Linked DNA regions of Mus musculus: region 1 is linked to region 2. The links are chromatin contacts, called in public promoter capture Hi-C maps. All regions are on one chromosome and are shown on one strand. Each heading gives the region's core, a stretch centred on a gene start, on an enhancer-like site or on the middle of the called end of the contact. The rest is flanking DNA. Distances are from core to core; before and after follow the strand shown. Region 1 holds the start of Zfp330 (zinc finger protein 330). Region 2 holds the start of Gypa (glycophorin A).

Evidence for each region. Capture Hi-C pulls out chosen DNA fragments and counts their contacts.
Region 1: a contact with region 2 is called in a promoter capture Hi-C map of liver, with 4 times the contacts expected there. The contact joins the promoter of Zfp330 here to the promoter of Gypa in region 2. A contact is called at or near these places in 3 of 39 promoter capture datasets (hippocampal neurons, liver and pre-B cells), 2 of 115 datasets of contacts at active chromatin or transcription factors (astrocytes and stem cell-derived neural progenitor cells) and 1 of 9 other capture datasets (liver).

What each region holds. Positions count from the first base shown.
Region 1 is chr8:82,770,577-82,775,653 of GRCm38.p6, reverse strand. It overlaps Zfp330 (zinc finger protein 330), which reads left to right and starts at 1,509. Exons shown (of 10, transcript NM_145600.2): 1 at 1,509-1,597; 2 at 2,643-2,774; 3 at 4,296-4,315; 4 at 4,783-4,853. The coding sequence starts at 2,655.
Region 2 is chr8:80,490,898-80,495,773 of GRCm38.p6, reverse strand. Gypa (glycophorin A) reads right to left here and starts at 1,729. Exons shown (of 8, transcript NM_010369.3): 1 at 1,687-1,729. The coding sequence starts at 1,720. RefSeq lists a cis regulatory region at 1,825-2,007.

The DNA.
Region 1 (5,077 bases), core at 260-2,759, 2.3 Mb before region 2:
GTGGTAAATGGGAATAAGAGATTAGGGAACTATAGGAGGACAGAAGGGGAATCCTGAGAGGCTTGAGTTTAGTGACATAGACTCCTGTTTATGTATCAGCACCCCATCCCCCAAAACCCCACCCAGAAAATCAATAGGAGGGAAAAGGTACATCATTTAATGATCAGTAGTACAAAAACTATGATAAAAACTGTGACTAATGAGATGGGACTGTTTTATTAAGTAGAACTTGCAGAAAAAAAGACTGAAAAGGATGACTAAACAAGAGAATACAGAACAGAGCACAGGGTAGGAGCCTAGTAAGCCAAGACATTCATATTTCATTGACAAAACTGAGCTCTCTTCAGAGAAAGGCTTGAGGTGTGGTTATGAAAGCGAATTCCTGGAGTGCAGCAAAGATGATAACAGAAGGGGTTGGAAAAAAAGAGAGAGACCAAAACGAGTTGTCTTCCATTGGGATGTGAATGTGGTAAAGACAGAAGATGGCCTTGTTGGACATCAGTGGGAGGAGAGGCCCTTGGCCCTGAGGGTGTTTGATGTGTAGGAGAATGCAAGGGCTGGAAGCCAGGAGTGGGTGGGTGGATAGGGGAGCACCCTCAAAGAGGCAGAGGGAGGGGGATGGGATAGGGAGTTTTTGGAGGGGAGACCTGGAAAGGGAAAAACATTTGAAATGTAAATAAAAAAATATAAAAAAAAGTGGGTGGATATAACACAGCTCCACTCAAATATAGAAGGTGATAGGCAGTAAGTGATACTCACATGCAGTACTGGGAGTAATGTCAAGAACTTCCTCCCCAAAGGTAAGGTGGGAGTGAGAGTGGAACATTTACCTTCAGTGTTATTTAAAGCAAACAGTCTTGTAGGGAAGCATAGTTAGATCTCAGCCTCGGAGCAGAAGCAGAGAACGTGGGAGGATTTGCTCACAATGGAACAGAATGCACACAGCAGAGGCCAAGCAAGACACCTCCGAACTCAGTGTTGTGAGACATTAAAAAAAGCGGGGGTGGGTGGGTGGGGGGGAGGAGTGGAGGGCTCTGCAGTTTCCTGTGAGCACGCCTATAATCCTAGTGCTGAGAGACAGAGGTAATGGAGTCGTGGCTTCAAGGCCAGGGTTCCATTCATTATGTCTCAGAAAATAACAACAACAAAAATTAAAAATGTGCCATGTGAGGCTTGTCAGGCTCCCAGAAAGGAAAAGGATTTCAGAAGAGTCAGGCAAAAAATTGCTAGCAAAGTTCTTGTTCTCCTCTCAAAATTTTTTGTGGGCTCGTCTTTCTTTTCCTTTTGGACTTTTTAGCTCTCTGAGTTAAATAATAAAATCAGAATGACATAGCAGAGGCCTTGAGATGCGGCAGCTCTCTGCCCTCTACTTTCTTTGCAACGCTGGAGCCTCTTTCCATTGTAGCAAGTCCACTTCCGGGAAGGCGGGTCCTCCCCGAGGAGGGGGCGGAACATGCGGGATTCTTCCTGTTGACGTGTTCAACCTGGGCGCTCTGACATAGCAGGATATCCGGTCTCGCTCCCACCGTTGGAAACGGGCTGCTTCTGCCGTTCTAGCCCGCGGCTCGCCCTCTCCTCCGCGTCCTCGGCCACTGCGGTGAGTGGCGCGTCCCCGTGAGGCCGCGCGACGTGGGTGGGTCTGGAGAACGTGAGGGGCCCTCGGGCTGCTGGCGGGTCGCGAGCCGCGTGGCTCTTCCCGCGCCCCCGCCTCCTGGCCTCCCAGAGCCTGGAACCCAATGTCGCTCTGCTGTCACCAGGATCTAAGCTTGAACTCAAAGAAATCTCTCCTCGTTGGCACAAACAGATTCGAGGAAAAAAATAGGTCTGAGATGTCTTAGTGGGTACAGAATTCATCCACGGTCACCCGTGGCCACTCAGCCACATGCTCCAGACTTCCCTTTTAAACACTGAAGGAAGGCCCCGTGGCGTGGCCAGCATGATTAACCACTGATTAGCTCTGAAGACTGTCCTGTCCGAAAGGATTGGGGCACCAGAGTGAGAACACAGAAGCCTGGTTGTCTCTGTTGTAGTTTTTCTGTGTGCTGAAAACCAGCACTGTAAGGTTTGATGTCTGTGTGGGAAACAAACTCCAAAGCATCTGACTTGTCGAAACTGTTGCATCTAGGCACGAGGGACAGGCAGCGAAAGCCACTGTAGTACCTTAGTCTCTTAAGAGAAAATGGGTTTGTTTGCGGTCAGGCCTTGGGTTGCTGGTTATTTGTTTAGATACCATGTAGGTGACAGTGTACTGTATAATACTGTATGTCAACAGCATTAGGGCTGAGACTGTATAGCTCAAAATGGTTATTTCAACTTGGCACAAAACAAATATTTTTAGTCATTTCTTACTAATGGTGCATACATAGGTTTTTTTGAGTGAAGAGAATAATTAGGGTGAGAAAACAATTACTCTAGCTGTTTGGTTGAGGTCCTTGATGCTTATGCTGTGTGAGAGTTTGGAAGCCCAGAGGAGGGCCTTAGTTTAGGAGCCTGCAGCTGGAATAATGTGTGTGTAATGTTGCTAAAGGCTTCAGATGGGATGAGGTGCATTTAAAATTGAAAGACTGATTTAATATTTAAGGAAAGTATAGATGCTGTGTGACTGAACGCATCAATTATACCTTTCCTGTTTTCTTGTTTAGAAAGAAGGGAACATGCCGAAGAAAAAGACCGGTGCGAGGAAGAAGGCAGAGAACCGCCGAGAACGCGAGAAACAACTGCGAGCATCAAGAAGTACTGTCGACCTAGCCAAACACCCATGCAATGCTTCAATGGTGAGAGCTTTTTAAAGCAATGGCTGGTGGCTGAATGGAGGACTCTGTAGTACCATATATAGGTACCTAAAAAACATGATCAACTATGGTGTGCCCCTGTGAAGAACCTGTTAAAGGTGTCCTCAGTATTTTACTGAGTAACAATGATATTTTTATTGTTGTTAGAGTATGTATTATCAAGCCTGGCGTATCATGAATTACTGGTGACAATAGATGTTGAAGGCGAATGGGTGACAGGAACTGAGTGGGAGGCTCCAGCTTTTTTTATATATTCTTTAGCTCAGTTTTGATCATTTTCTCCTAGCCAGTCTCCATTCACTGAGTACCCTGATTTTTAGACATTTCCCATGTTCTTAACTAATTTGCTAGTCTTGAAAAAGTCAGATTGTTTTAAAATACTTCATTTTCATGACTTAATTTAGCAAATGTTTATCATTCAGGGGACCGAGTGTTCTGCCTGGGACTCTGGGTGCACCAATAATGGCAGATGATGGCAGATGGCGCACCTCCCTCTTTTGTATGTTTGTAGGATTCCCTAGTGTGTACTACTTTCTAGGACTCATTTGTTTATGAATGACAGAAACAATTTAACCTAGGGAAAAGCACCTCACTACCATAGTCCCTCCAAGTAGTGAGAAGAAGAAAGGAGCTAAGACTTGGGGACAGCTAGGCCTTGGGCCGCCCTCTGCTCTTGTTTCTTTGGCTCCTTCTGCCCCTGAGGATTGCCATGTTTTATTTGTGCAGCTTCTTGGTTTCTGGTCGAGTGCTTATATCGACCATATCTCCTATTGTGGAGGTCACAGACAAAGATTTCTCATAGGTTGGGCTCGTGCCGTTTTTTTGTCCCAGGACTGATTTATGATGTACAGGTCAGATGTCATGGTACAGATGTGACAGAGGGGATTGTGTTGTTGAATGTCAGGTTCTTTTGAGAAAAGAGGCGTGCTGGCAGACAAGACAGTGACTGGCGTGCGTACGTGCATGTCATGGAGTAGATCTTGGTATTTCAGTAAAGGGAAAGGAGCAGAGTTAGTGAGGCCTGCGGAGAAGAGGCCGGGACATGTTGGGGAAAGGCTGAGCAGTGGTGCCTTGGCTCCAGAGAGTGACAGACTGGAGAGCTTCGAACCCCGCTTAAATGGACATGCTGTGATCTTTAGTATTTCCTGTCCTTTATTCCTAGCACCCACACAATATTGGCAGATCGGATGGTTTTTAATTAAAATAGAAAATTGAGCAGGAATTTGTTTGTTTTCTGTAGTATTTGCTTTCTTTAAAACAACCAAAAGGGAATCTAGTATATTTTAACTTTTTTTGTAATATGGCTTTTTTCCCATCATTGATCACAGAGTATAAGTTTTTTTTTTACTTTTGCTAGTGGAGTATGTACAACATTTTGTACACATAGGCTGAGCTGGAAGTGGGATGTAGAACCTCTTATAGTTTAATTTGAGTCTTTATGATATAAGTAAATGTTCCATTTTAGGCTAGCAGAAAATTAATGTTATGCTTTAAATTCTACAGGAATGCGACAAATGTCAGAGGTAAATTTTCTTTTTCTTCCTGCATGAAATTGTCCTTGTGTGCTTTCTGTTGCTGTGCTATAACACTTGGGGAGGAAAGGGTTCATTGCATCTTACATTGATGAGGGAAGCCACGGCAAGAGCGCAAGGCAAGAACCTTGGGGCTGGAACTGATGCAGAGATGGTGGAGGAATGCTGCTTACTGGCTTGCTCCAGACTCAGGTTTAGCTGCCCTTCTTACACAACCCAGGACTACCTGCCAGTGTGGCACTGCCCACGGTACACTAGGTCCTCCTCCATCAAGTAGCAGTTGAGAAAATGCTCTGCAGACATTGGCCATGCTCCAGTCTGGCCTTAGGTGAGGCTCCCTCTTCTCAGATACTCTAGTTTATGTCAAGTTCATTAAAAACTAACTAGCACAGGGATAAATTAGTCTCATACTTTATTTGAAATTGACCCTATTTAAAATTTTTGTTTTACATGACAAGGCGGCAGAAGAATAGAGCATTTTGCTATTTTTGTAATTCTGTTCAGAAGTTACCAATTTGTGCACAGTGTGGTAAGTATACATCCATGAAGGCATGTCTTTATCAATCAAATGTTTGTGTGGCAGTTACCAAGTGTAGGTGGAGCTATTTCCCTAAATTCTAAATAAAACTGAATGTTGTTTCCTAGAGAAGGAAAACTGGTGTTTCCTAAGAGCCTCCTTACACGTCTGATTGGAAAGCACACTTACACTGAGACTGTGGCAGGTTTTGCTTTGTCTCTCTCATCTTGTGATTT
Region 2 (4,876 bases), core at 480-2,979:
TGATCACAGCTCTAGTCGGGTGGACTGAAATACAAAGGCAGCCAGGGACCTCACATGATACAGAGACATCATGGTGTACTACTATGGCTAGTCATGGCTACCATAGCGAGCACCTATTTTAATGGTACTTAGCTCAGCCCTTATGCGGTTATTACGAGATCAGTATCAGCATTGCCTGCATTTTATAGATGAGGCCAAGATAGGGCCAATGATTTGCCTCAGGTATACCAGACTTAGATTTGAATTCACTTCTGTTTCTTGTGCCCGTGTTCCTTTTTTTTTTTTTTAGCAATCTCTTTTTTTCTTCTTCTTTTTTTAATTAGGTATTTTCCTCGTTTACATTTTCAATGCTATCCCAAAGGTCCCCCATACCCACCCCCCCAATCCCCTACCCACCCACTCCCCCTTTTTGGCCCTGGCGTTCCCCTGTACTGGGGCATATAAAGTTTGCAAGTCCAATGGGCCTCTCTTTGCAGTGATGGCCGACTAGGCCATCTTTTGATACATATGCAGCTAAAGACAAGAGCTCCCGGGTACTGGTTAGTTCATATTGTTGTTCCACCTATAGGGTTGCAGTTCCCTTTAGCTCCTTGGGTAATTTCTCTAGCTCCTCCACTGGGGGCCGTGTGACCCATCCAATAGCTGACTGTGATCATCCACTTCTGTGTTTACTAGGCCCCACATTGTGCCCGTGTTCCTAACGCTTGCCTCATACCCTCTGCCAGGGAGACTGAATCTCACCCAGTGTCCTACAGAGAGCTCAGCACTTCTCTGCTGTCCACCCTGACTCAGGCCGTAGCTGTGCCATGGATGAAATATGCTCCCCCCCCCCTCGCCTGGGCTATGTGTTTCTAACACAGAGTCACTCACTGTGTTTGAGAGAACATGGCTTAAAATATCCTCAGGAGGCCAAAAGTAAGGCTACTTTAAAATATTTTATTTTATATTATATTATATTTATTTTATTTTATATTATATTTATTTTATTATATCAATTTATCTTAATAATTTTTAAAATTTAAATTTCGATTAAAATTTTAAAAATATTAAATTAAAATTTTAATTATTTTAATAAATTAAATTATTTTAATAAATTAAATTAAATTATATTAATTTATTTTAAAAACATATTACTTTGGATTCAGCCCAGCCATAGAGCAATTAGAAAGGTTTTTGTGGTTATTGTTGTTTTTGTTGTTGTTTTCTTAGTAACAGTAGTAACAGTTCCACAAAGAGAAACCCCTCAGTTTCATGCTGACAGCTTGTCTCCTCTCAGCAGGAGAAACTGGTTATACTAGTTTTGAAAAAGAAAGGGCATAAGTCTACCCTAACCTTCACCAGTTAACCTTAGCTTAGAAATAAGTCTCTTCATAGCCCCAAGCGAAGTAACATGGTTATTTATGTAACGATATTACTTACACTTGATACAAGTTTACTGCTATCTAGGGTTAGAATCAAAGGCATTTCTTAGACTGGGGAACTGCTATTCAGGCACAAATGGTTGTGGGCTGCAGTGTGCCACTCCTGTCCCTAGCTGAATCCTATTTAAACACACCCTCCAGACTGAAACTGAATGTACTACTCAGTCATTGGTTCAGTTAAGTAAGAAAACCAGCATTGGGGCAATTCATAGTTTAAATAAGTCATCGAGAATAAAATATCATCAAGCTGAAAATATTCACTCACCTGATGTTGTCACAGCAGCTGTGCTCTCGGTCATACTGGGAGTGTCTGTCAGCCTTAGGAAGGCCTTGCCTACCTCCTGGTATCTCTCAGGCCCACCTTCCCGGGGCCTCTATCCGTTGACACACATTGGCTAGCATTTAAATGATGCAACATTATTTAGTGTCTGTTAATAAAGATAACTAGAGGTCTGCATAACTGCGAGGACCAGAGTGGAATTAAAATCTTTGTTCCAAAGAATTGCCTGCTGTGTTAAATTTACTTCATGTAAACGAAGTGAGCACCACAAGGCAGCACCAAGGACCACTCAACTGGACATAGAGACTGCAGAGGTCAGGGCAGGCGCTGGACTTGGAGAGTAGGAGTGTTTCTAATGCGGGGGTCCCTATGATCCCTTAAGAAAGTGGCTTCTTGTGTACGAACTGCATGCATTGAAAACTTTACACAATGTTTGCGAACTCTGAGGTTTGAAAGGCTGTCAAGCTCGTGACAGCTCAAAGAGTAATGAAAGAAACGTGAGTCGGGAGAAATCTTCCAGGAAAGTGGAATTCGAACTGAACTGCAGTGTCCGTGTGGCTATAAAAGCAGTTACGTGCTTTACAATGCTTTAAAATGCTCTGTTGCTCAGTGACCGTGAGGCAATCCCCAAATAACAAAAGTAAACGCTAGAAAACAAGACCAGGCAAACCCCAGTCACCCTGAAAGCATAAAGGGAGTGTGTGTAGCGCTGAGCAGAAGCAGGAAGCCCGACCACAGCGGAGACAAACTCCAGGCAGATACCGGCTTGGGCTCAGGACATAGGAGAAGAGTAGCTTTGATTCGAAAGTCTTTGGAAATCAGCCCTTATTAAGCTGCGGAGCGGGAGCTGACCACCAGCTAATAGAGAATTGCGGTTCTTTCTGGTGTCCTTGATGCGTCCTCCCCTCCCCCCCCGCCCCCGAATTTAAAGAAATGCAAAAGCTGGTGGCTTCTCAGGTTGAAAATTCGAGTGTGTGGAAATGGAGACACGTGGCGACCTCTAGTGGCTGTTCTGCATAATAGAAACGAAATGTGGAAACAAAACAAAACAAGAAAACACAACTGGAGAAAACATCAAGTCTTTCCCTTCCTCTTCGTTGTCCAGGAGTATCATCAGGTCGTATCTATGACTTACATCCCACAAATGTGTCAGGCAAGCACAACTGTGTTTTGAGAATTTTGAGCCAGCGTCTGAAGATTAAACAATTGTGTTTGAGACATGCAATCTGACAGAGATCTCATCAGGTTGGTTCTGTATGTGCTTGGCTACTTTTCTCTAAGTAGTATTGGGCCAGTCACTGCAGCGCCATGCAGAAACACAAGCTACGATGTTGGAGAGGAGGAAAATAGTTTGGATCCTTGAGCTCTGTCCGACGTCTATCGTCCTTGTTTTAGCCGTTCATTTCTGCCTACGAGTATCTGCCAGCTACCTCTGCTTCAGATGATTGCTACAGGTGATTCCTGCCGATCTCAACAGGAGGGCGAGACTTTTATGGTTTTTTTTTTCCCACGGGAGTTCGCACCTTGTCTCTGTGTTCCTATAGAATGTTCAAACTACTTCCTGTTTTATTTTCTTCATCCAAATGCTTTTTTAAACTTAAGGAAACGCAAGATTATACACATATGACACTCAAAATGACCCACTTGGGGAGGAAGGGGGCAGACGCAAGAGCCAAGGAGTGGACAAGTTTGCAACATAGCCCATGCTTATTCCCATAGGAAGCTGTGAGATTTCTTTAAGGATGAATTTATTCATCATTGATCAAAAGGAGGTATACTTCAATTAAAAAACAGGGTATTAAATGGAAAAAAAACAAGATTATTCTTTGTTTTGTTTTGTGTGTGTGGTTTTGACAGGATAGTAAATGGAGACAAAAAAACAGATTAGTCTTTGCTTCTTTGTGGTTCTGACAGGCTTCAACTCAGGGATGAAAATGGAGGATGGATTGGGAAGAACGGAGGGAGGGGTCAGGATCCACAGCCAGCCTACCTGCTTTCTTGGCTTGAGTGGTCTGTGGGTTCCCAGGAAATGCCTGCTGGGGCTAGGGCATCAGATAATGCCATGAGTCCAGGGAGAGAGTTCTGGATGGAAAGATTTGTGTGATCCAATGAGGGCCATGGCAGGTGGTCTCTGCAGCATTAGAGATGAGACTGGGGATTAGATTTAGGACAGAGGTTGGCTAGATGAATGTCTGCAGTGAGTCTACTTGCTTCTCTGGTTATAGTTGTATATTGGAGTTTGGTGTTGGGATAAGATAGCCAGAGGAGATCTTTGAAATTCATTAGAGGAGGCAGAGATGAAAGAGGGACCTCTGCTGGTGGTCTCCTGTAGAAGTTAGAAGGAGAATGTCCAGTTGGAGTTGAGAGTGGAGGAAGAGGGAAAGGTCTACCTCCTTCTTTCTCCAGAGTCCCAACATTATATTTTAAGAAAGGTTTTCTGATAACATCCCAGAGAAGAATTTATTCAGTTTCTGGATTTAAATGCTTTTCGTTTTTCTTTAGTTTTTGAAGGATACTCTAACTTTGTACAGATTTGTAAGTGTCTATGATTTTCTTTTGTTACTTTAAAAGTGCATTCTTTGTTGAAGTCAAAGACACCTCTCTCACCTCAAAGGGAATAGGAGATTATTTCAGACCTAAATATGAGTGACTGTAGCCTGGGAGCATATATGTAGGTTACCTACAAATACCACATTCCAGTGTGGAAACAATCTCATGAAGTGTTTGTAGTAAAAAAAGAAAGTCTTAAGCCATGGCCTTTGTACAATGTGTTGGTGGAAGCACGAGGTAGGTGGGGTCTAGCCGAGTGGGGAACCTGCTGTAGTCCTCAGTTGCATTTATTCTAAGCCTTTGGGCCAGTGGAAGCTGGGTGCTTGCTTACACATTCCCAAAGGGTTTACCCAATACAAGAGCGTCATATCACACATAGAGGTGGGCATACAGGGCTTCTTTGAGAGATAAACAGTTTGGGGTAACTACTCTCCAGCATCTAACATTCCAGCCCTGCATCTTAATCAGTTTTATAAGATGCTTGACACATTCATGTCTTTTTTTAGGTAATGTCAGTTCATACCTTACCTTGTGGCCTCTATAATTTCTGCTGAAAACTTGGTCCTTGGCCTTGCTGTTCCTTCACCAAAGATACTGCGTGTTTTTACTTTCACTGCATTTCTTA